Regions from separate parts of the Macaca mulatta genome. Here region 2 is linked to region 1. Evidence: chromatin contacts called from public Hi-C data. All regions are on one chromosome and are shown on one strand. Each heading gives the region's core, a stretch centred on a gene start, on an enhancer-like site or on the middle of the called end of the contact. The rest is flanking DNA. Distances are from core to core; before and after follow the strand shown.

Region 1 (4,281 bases), core at 1,271-3,770:
GACAAGGTCTCACTGTGTTACCCAGAGTGCAGTGGTGTGATCTCAGCTCACTGCAACCTCTACCACCTGGGTTCAAGCAGTTCTCCTGCCTCAGCCTCCCTAGTAGCTGGGATTACAGGCACGCACCACCATGCCTGGCTAATTTTTGTATTTTAGTAGAGACAGGGATTCACCATATTGCCCAGACTGGCCTTGAACTCCTAAGCTCAGGCAATCCACCCGCCTCGGCCTCCCAAAGTGCTGGGATTACAGGCCAAAACAGGCATTCTATCAGTCTTCCCGCTAGACATGGTCCTGTAACCTAAGGCAGGTCCAGTCCCCTGTAGCTTGCAAATTCAAATAATAAGCACGAGAGAGGCAAAAAGAAAGTGACTGGCCACAGGCACGGTGGCTCACGACTGTAATTCCAGCACTTCGGGAGGCCGAGGCGGGTGAATCATGAGGTCAGGTGATCAAGACCATCCTGGCTAACATGGTGAAACACCGTCTCTACTAAAAATACAAAAAAATTAGCCGGTCGTGGTGGTGGGTGCCTGTATTCCCAGTTACTCTGGAGGCTGAGGCAGGAGAATGGCATGAACCCAGGAGGCAGAGCTTGCAGTGAGCAGAGATCTCGTCACTGCACTCCAGTCTGGGCAACAGAGGGAGACTGTCTCAAACAAACGAAAATGTGACTGGCCAGGTGCAGTGGCTCATGCCTGTAACCCCAGCACTTTGGGAGGCCAAGGTGGATGGATCACCTGAGGTAAGGAGTTTAAGACCAGCCTAGCCAACGTTGTGAAACTCTGTCTCTACTAAAAATACAAAAATTAGCCAGGCATGGTGGTGTGCACCTGTAATTCCAGCTACTTGGGAGGCTGAGGCAAGAGAACTACTTGAACCTGGCAGGCAGAGGTTGCAATGAGCTGAGATCGCGCCACTGCATTCCAGCCTGGATGACAAGAGCAAAGCTCCACCTCAAAAAAAAAAAAAAAAAAAAAAAGACTATTCCAGAGCTTGGCTGAGGAGAAGCAGTACAGTCTCCTGCCTTAAGGAAACCGCTTCAGCTTTCTCAGCAGAAAGTGAAGGCTTAAAAGGGGACTTAGGGCCAGGCGCAGTGGCTCACACCTGTAACCCCAGCACTTTGGGGGGCCGAGGTGGGCAGATCACCTGAGGCCAGGAGTTCGAGACCAGCCTGGCCAACACTGCGAAGCCCCATCTCTACTAAAAATACAAAACCACTAAAAATACAAAAATTAGTCGGGAGTGGCAGCGGGGGCCTGTAATCCCAGCAACTAGGGAGGCTGAGGCACCAAGAATAACTTGAAGTCATGATGCAGTGGTTGCAGTGGGTGAAGATCGCATCATTGCACTCCAGCCTGGGTGGCAGAGGGACTCTGTCTCAAAAAAGAGGGTGGGGGGGCGCAGGACTTGGTTGACCTGGATGGCATGTAAGGGGGTTGGCGGGGGGGTGGGAGGGGAAACCAAGGAGGTGCTAGGACTATGGGACTTGCTCCTATGTATCTATTGGTGATCTGGTTGGCGCTATGGAGCCTGGGGCGAAGGCAGGGGTGGGGGGGGAGGGGGACAGAGCTAGGTTGTAAATTGACAATTGTCCCCAGGCAATCCCCTGGTATGGGAAAGTTCCAGAGGTGCCTGGTTTAAGCTTCAGTCCTTGGAACTAATAAGCAAACACATTAGATAAGCTTACAGTGTAGACAGTTGTGGTGCAGAGAAGGTGAAGGTTAATTGGATTCCTTTTTTTTTTTTTTGAGACAGGTGTCACTCTGTCGCCCAGGGTGGAGTGCAGTGGCGCTATCGTGGCTCATTGCAGTCTTTACCTCCCAGGGCTCAGGTGATCCTCCCACCTCTGCCTCCCCAGTGGCTGGGACTACAGGCGCACGCTACCATGCCCGGCTACTTTTTAATATTTTTAGTAGAGCCAGGGTTTCACTATGTTGCCCAGACTGGTCTCAAACTCCAGTTCTCAAGCGATCCTGCCTGCCTTGGCCTCCCAAAGTGCTGGGATTACAGGCGTGAGCCACAGCGCCCACCCTATAATTGCATTCCTAAAGAGCTAAGTCGGAGGTGGGGGGAAACGAGAAAGGTAAAAATAGTTCATTTTTCTAAGAAAAATCTACTATCTACTATGGCCTTTGCACATGTTCCCATCTGCACTGTGCTTCCCTCTCTTTTTCTATTTAACTATTTATCTTCCAGATCTCAGCTGCAGCTGCAGTTCCTCAGGATAACCTCCAACTTCTCGAAGATACTCACCATGATTGATTAGTATGTTATACTAGGCAGGTAGTTCCATGAAGAGAAGATCTGTATCTCTCAGTCTCAGTGTATGCGCAGCGGGTAGCTCTGCACCTACGATCCTCAGTAAGAACAGTATTTATGAACTGAACGACCGAATGTTTAACCACTGCCCACTTACGCAAGAAGCCTTCCGGAGGGACAAGTCTACAGACGCCGCGCGTCGCAACAACGTCACTTCCGCCGGAAGGTTCTCATGAGGAACCACTCAGATTCCTGTCACTTCTCAAAGCATCTCCGTCGAAGACATGGCTCTGCCACCCTTTTTCGGCCAGGGTCGCCCAGGCCCACCGCCCCCGCAGCCGCCGCCTCCTGCTCCTTTCGGCTGTCCGCCACCGCCGCTGCCCTCCCCGGCTTTCCCGCCTCCTCTCCCCCAGCGGCCCGGCCCTTTTCCGGGGACCTCCGCCCCCTTCCTTCAGCCTCCGCTGGCTCTGCAGCCCCGAGCCTCCGCGGAAGCCTCCCGCGGCGGCGGCGGCGGCGGCGGCGCTGGCGCCTTCTACCCGGTGCCACCACCGCCGCTGCCTCCTCCGCCGCCCCAGTGCCGGCCCTTCCCGGGGACCGACGCCGGCGAGCGACCGCGGCCGCCGCCTCCCGGCCCGGGGCCGCCTTGGAGCTCGCGCTGGCCTGAGGCGCCGCCGCCGCCGGCCGACGTGCTCGGGGATGCGGCCCTCCAGCGCCTGCGCGACCGGCAGTGGCTGGAGGCGGTGTTCGGGACCCCGCGGCGGGCTGGCTGTCCGGTGCCCCAGCGCACGCACGCTGGGCCCAGCCTTGGCGAAGTGCGAGCGCGATTGCGCGGGGCTCTGCGCCTGGTGCGACGGCTGCGCGGCCTGAGCCAGGCCCTGCGCGAGGCCGAAGCCGACGGCGCGGCCTGGGCCTTGTTGTATTCCCAGGTGGGGCCGCTGCGCGCGGAACTGGCCGAGCGGCTACAGCCGTTGACCCAGGCTGCCTATGTGGGCGAGGCGCGGAGGAGGCTGGAGAGGGTCCGGCGCCGCCGGCTGCGGCTTCGCGAGAGGGCCCGGGAACGCGAGGCCGAGCGGGAGGCAGAGGCCGCGCGGGCAGTGGAACGCGAGCAGGAGATTGACCGCTGGAGGGTGAAGTGTGTGCAGGAGGTGGAGGAGAAGAAGCGGGTGAGAGCAGCGGCCGCGCATGGGGGTGGGAGTGGTGGTGGTTGGAACCTGGAGCACCAGGAGGCTTTAAACTTCCATTTCCCAGGGCTAAGGCTCTGTCCTTACGCGCAAAATGAAGCGACAGCTAACCTTCCCACCTCATACCACCATGTTAATTTTGTGTTAATGATGTACACAAAAGTTCAGGTGCACTGTAAAGTCCTGTAAACACAAAGTATAGGATTACACAGTGGCATTGCACGAATGACGGGTCTCCTCTATCCTGCTCCAACATTGTCCACTTACTTTCAAAACCAGTAAGTGTCTAGTTCCTTGTGTCTTGTGCTGCCCTAGGTGATTTTAAGAACACAAAATATAGGCCGGGCGCGGTGGCCCACGCCTGTAATCCCAGCACTTTGGGAGGCTGAGGCGGGTGGATCACGAGGTCAGGAGTTCAAGGCCAGCCTGGCCAAGATGGTGAAACCCCGTCTCTACTAAAAATATAAAAATTAGCCATGCCTGGTAGCGGGCGCCTGAAATCCCAGCTACTCGGGAGGCCGAGACAGGAGAATCGCTTGAACTCGGGAGGTGGAGATTGCAGTAAGCTGAGATCACACCACTGCACTCCAGCCTGGGCGACAGAGCAAGACTGTCTCAAAAAAAATAAATAAAAAGAGAGCTTTGGGACCCTACCTCAAGGAATATATATATACTCTAATTAGCTGATGGGGCAATAGTGATTCCCCGAGGATTCCTTTTTTACAAGTTTCAAACCATGTATCCCCAGGTTCAGCAATAGTGTTTCGGAGCATTTACTATATATACTAGGAGCTGTGCTAAGGTCGTTACATATACCAGATCTTGAATCTTTATAACA
Region 2 (4,708 bases), core at 13-2,512, 170 kb before region 1:
ACCCAACAAACAATTCTTGAGGCCAAGGAGGTATCAGAGGGTGGCTTTTGTCTAAGGGCTGCAATGAAGAAGAGGTGGAATGAGAGATGGTTCCCTGGTCTCCTGCCCCACTCCAAGCTCTCCCTTCCTGGGGTCTGAGCTTCAGAAGCCACCTTAGAGTTCCTGGGTCCCATGAGAACCCCCAGGGCTTTTGAAGCATTAGGGGCCTTGTGGTTCTAGGCCTCAGAGCAAACAGAGATTTGATGTGGGCTCCTGGGAGCAGACCCCAACCTTTATGGGGCAAAAAAAAGATGGGAAGTTCTGTGGTGTCTGGGGGACCAGTCTTCGCCCTACCTCCCGAAGTCATATATGCAATCCAATGGCATGGGACAACCTCTCCTCTGAGCCCAGGGCCCAGCACAGCCTGGATGCAGAAGGAGAAGTTTCTTCCTCAGAAGATCCTGCAGGGTAGGAGCGTGTGCACTGTGTTGGTCTAAGCACAATGGTCTGTGTTTAGATTTGCACGTGACCATGAGGTCACACTTCGGGGTTTTCTTCTAATGAAGGTTCTGAGTAGGGAGTTAAGTCAATGCCCCTCTGCTCTTCCCCAAGCTCCCTGTCAGAGAGGCCTCCCAAGGAAGATCTTGGGGCATTTGAGGCCAGAGACTTAAGCAATTCAGAGAATTCTGGAGGCTGAAAAGCAGAAGAAGTCTTTTGTTTTTCCAAAGACCTCGGTGCGAATCCCAGATTCACCCATCTGACTGTGGGATCTTGGGCAAGCATTGCAGCACTCTAAGCCTCAGTTTCCCTGGGTGTTAAATGGCTCCTTTTGTGCAGTTTTTGAGGGAAACGATTCAAGAGAGAGACAACAGGTAGCATTAATTCCCCAAGGAAGAGAAGTAGGCTCAACCCGCCGAGCTGGGACAAAGACAAGTACAGGGGCGGGTCGACAGGGTGCCCAAATCAGTTTCTACCAGGCGCTGCTGTGAGGATGGGTGGCAGGGGCGTGGGCGACGTCGCCCGGCACACACTGGCGGCGACACCTCTCGCAGCTGCGGCTGATTGGGGTCTGGGCGGTGCGGGCACAACCCATACGGAGGAGCTGGCTGGCGCGGGAAGGGGCGGGCCCTCGGCTGGGCCGGGCGGAGCGCTAAGCAGCGTGGGAGCGCGGCGGCGGGAGGGGAGGTAGGCCGGGCAAGGCAAACTGACGTGCGCTGCAGGCGGAAGACAGGTGGCGCCGAGGGCAGCCGGGCGAGAGGCGGGGCTTCGGCCGCGCGGCTGGAGGCGGGGCAGGAAAGCGCGCGCGGCGCAGCAGCCTCGCCCGTCGCGGAGAGTGGGCTCTGCCCGCCGTCTCTCGGGGGCTGCTTCCCGCCCCAGGCCTCCGCGGAGGACACGTGTCAGTACGTTCCCGCGGTTGTCATTCCATTGTCATAGCCCCTCCCCCAGGCCGGGAACCCCTCCCAGCCACCAACCCCGGCCCCATTATCCCTGGGCCCAACCTCCCCGCGGACCCGCGGTCCAGGCCTCGGTCTCTCTCCTCGGCAGCGAGCCGCGGCCCAGACCCCGGCAGAGGACCCTCGTCGGCACGTTCTGAACCCGTGTCATCTCAGCCCCCTGCCTAGCTCCACCCCAGGCTTGGGAACCCGGCCCCTGACGGCCCATTGTCAGCGGGCCCAGCCCCCGCGCTGAACGCACGCTCGCCCTTGCCCCCAACCAGCGCGTCTCCCCCGGCAACGCGCAGTGACCTGGGATGCAGCCCTCAGGCTGGGCCGCCGCCAGGGAGGCGGCGGGCCGCGACTTGCTGGCTGCCGACCTCCGGTGCAGCCTCTTCGCCTCGGCCCTGCAGAGCTACAAGCGCGACTCGGTGCTGCGGCCCTTCCCCGCGTCCTACGCCCGCGGCGACTGTAAGGACTTTGAAGCCCTGGTGAGTGTGCTTTGTCCTGGCGCTGCCCATTGCGTCCTGGACCAAGTGCCCTGTGGAACCAGAGGTAGAGGCAGTTCCATCCGCGTTAGTAAACATGACAGCCCCCAGACTTTTCATTCCCAGCTTGGCATGGCCTTGCCTTGGGGAAGGTTTCCATTAGCTAAGAACACTCCTGACACCCTCATGTCAACTCTCACTCCCAAGGCACTTGGTGGCTGCTTCTCTCCTGTCAATGACAAGTGACTCCGGGGACTGAAGTGAGGAATCAGGAATCGTTGCATAGTCCTCCACAGATTTTCTAGCCTGGCCAGAAATAGGGTTGATGTGAATCAGCTGTTTTGCTTAGCTAGAAAGTTATCCATCCTTTTGCAAATAGACACCAAAAAGTCACCAAAGCCACCCAGAACTTGGTCTTCCGATGAGGTGATCTATGGGCAGTGCTTTTATAAACTGTAACATCCAGTGCGTATGTCAGCTGTTATTTCTCTGATTCACCAGGCACTTTTTTTTTTTTTGCAGAGTTCACCTCTGGGTCAGCATTCAAGATATCAGTTGTCCTTATCCAAATGTTTCCAATTGCCTAGAAAAATATAACTTACCAAAATCGATTCAGTAAAAAGCAGAATATTGAAATAGCCAATAGCTGATATTCATTAAAGACACCGAACTCCATGTATCTTTGGGAACTGTCAAGTGTGGCAGTCTCCCTTCTTAGCCATGGAAGAGCATATTCTTGTTCATCAGCAAAGCTGTCACCATTTAATTGGTATCAGATTCTGACTTGCACAAGTAACATTCTTCACTGTTAAAAACTTGGAGGGGCTGGGCTTGGTGAATCATGTCTGTAATCCTAGCACTTTGGGAGGCCAAGGCGGGGGCGGATCACCTGAGGTCGGGAGTTTGAGACCAGCCTCACCAACATGGAGAAACCCCGTCTCTATTAAAATACAAAAATTAGCTGGGCATGGTGGCACATGCCTGTAATCCCAGCTACTCTGGAGGCTGAAACAGGAGAATCGCTTGAACCCGGGAGGTGGACATTGCGGTGAGCCAAGATTGAGCCATTGCAATCCAGCCTGGGCAACAAGAATGAAACTCCATTAAAAAAAAAAAAAAAAAAGCAAAACAAAACAAAACAAAAAACCTGGAGGGTGCCAGGTTATTGGGCGAACTTTTCTAAACTATTGTAGAAAAAGAAGAAAAAGGCTGGGTGGCTCACGCCTATAATCCCAGGACTTTGGGAAGGCAAAGCAGGAGGATCGTTTGAGACCAGCCTAGGCAGCATGGTGAAATCCTGTCTCTACAAAAAAATAAATTTAAGAATTAGCTGGGTGTGGTGGTGTGTGCCTGTAGTCCCAGCTACTTGGGAGGCTGAAACGGGAGGATGGCTTGAGTCCAAGAGGTTGAGGCTGCAGTGAGCCATGATCACACCACTGCACTCCAGCCTGGGCAACAGAGCAAGTCTCTCTCCCTCAAACAAAAACAAACAAAACAAAAAACCGTTGAATTAGTAGTCAGAGATTTTCCCTCAAAGAAAACTCTGGACATAACTGGTGTCATTGGTGAGTTCTAGCAATCACTGAGGGGATAAGTAATTCCCGGTGTTACACAGAATATTAAAAAAGAGGCTAGCAAACCTTGACCCTAAATCTAATAAGGTTGATGGAAAAAAAGAAAATTATAGGCTGAGTGTGGTGGCTCACACCTGTAATCCCAGCACTTTGGGAGGTTGAGACGGGTGGAGCACGAGGTCAGGAGTTCAAGACCAGCCTGTCATCTCCCCATTATGGTGGCACGTGCCAGTAATCCCACCTACTTGGGAGACTGAGGCAGGAGAATTGCTTGAACCGGGACTTGGAAGGCAGAGGTAGCAGTGAGCCGAGATTATGCCACTGCACTCCAGCCTGGGCAACACAGCAAGACTCTGTCTTAAAAAAAAAAAAAAAGGAAAGAAAATTATAGGCGGCCGGGCGGGGTGGCTCAAGCCTGTAATCCCAGCATTTTGGGAGGCCGAGACGGGCGGATCACGAGGTCAGGAGATCGAGACCATCCTGGCTGACACAGTGAAACCCCGTCTCTACTAAAAAAAATACAAAAAAACTAGCCGGGCGAGGTGGCGGGCGCCTGTAGTCCCAGCTACTCGGGAGGCTGAGGCAGGAGAATGGCGTGAACCCGGGAGGCGGAGCTTGCAGTGAGCCAAGATCACGCCACTGCACTCCAGCCTGGGCGGCAGAGCGAGACTCTGTCTCAAAAAAAAAAAAAAAAAAAAAGAAAATTATAGGCCAACGTCATGAGTATAAATGCAAAAATTATCTTCAAGGTATTAGGATCTTAAAGCTAACAATTTATAAAAAAGGGTAATTCCTTATGACCAGGTTGGGTTCATCCCAGGAATGCAAAATTAGTTCAACATTAGCCGGGCGCGGTGGCTCAAGCCTGTAATGCCAGCACTTTGGGAGGCCGAGACGGGCGGATCACGAGGTCAGGAGATCGAGACCATCCTGGCTGACACGGTGAAACCCTGTCTCTACTAAAAAATACAAAAAACTAGCCGGGCGAGGTGGCGGGCACCTGTAGTCCCAGCTACTCAGGAGGCTGAGGCAGGAGAATGGCGTGAACCCGGGAGGCGGAGCTTGCAGTGAGCTGAGATCCGGCCACTGCACTCCAGCCTGGGTGGCAGAGCGAGACTCCGTCTCAAAAAAAAAAAAAAAAAAAAAAATTAGTTCAACATTAGGCAATCAATTAATGACAGGCACCATATTGCTAGATTAAAGGAGGTATTTATAATCAACACGTGTTTAGCGT

Evidence for each region. A called contact is a pair of places that touch in the nucleus more often than the background predicts.
Region 2: a contact with region 1 is called in a Hi-C map of blood, with 4 times the contacts expected there. The contact joins the promoter of PARP16 here to the promoter of PDCD7 in region 1. A contact is called at or near these places in 2 of 14 Hi-C or Micro-C datasets (blood and fetal cortex germinal zone).

What each region holds. Positions count from the first base shown.
Region 1 is chr7:42,548,336-42,552,616 of T2T-MMU8v2.0, reverse strand. PDCD7 (programmed cell death 7) reads left to right here and starts at 2,520. Exons shown (of 5, transcript XM_015142475.3): 1 at 2,520-3,425. The coding sequence starts at 2,547.
Region 2 is chr7:42,712,578-42,717,285 of T2T-MMU8v2.0, reverse strand. PARP16 (poly(ADP-ribose) polymerase family member 16) reads left to right here and starts at 1,262. Exons shown (of 4, transcript XM_077939590.1): 1 at 1,262-1,903. The coding sequence starts at 1,730. LOC114680001 (small nucleolar RNA SNORA24) reads left to right here and starts at 2,571; the gene lies at 2,571-2,701.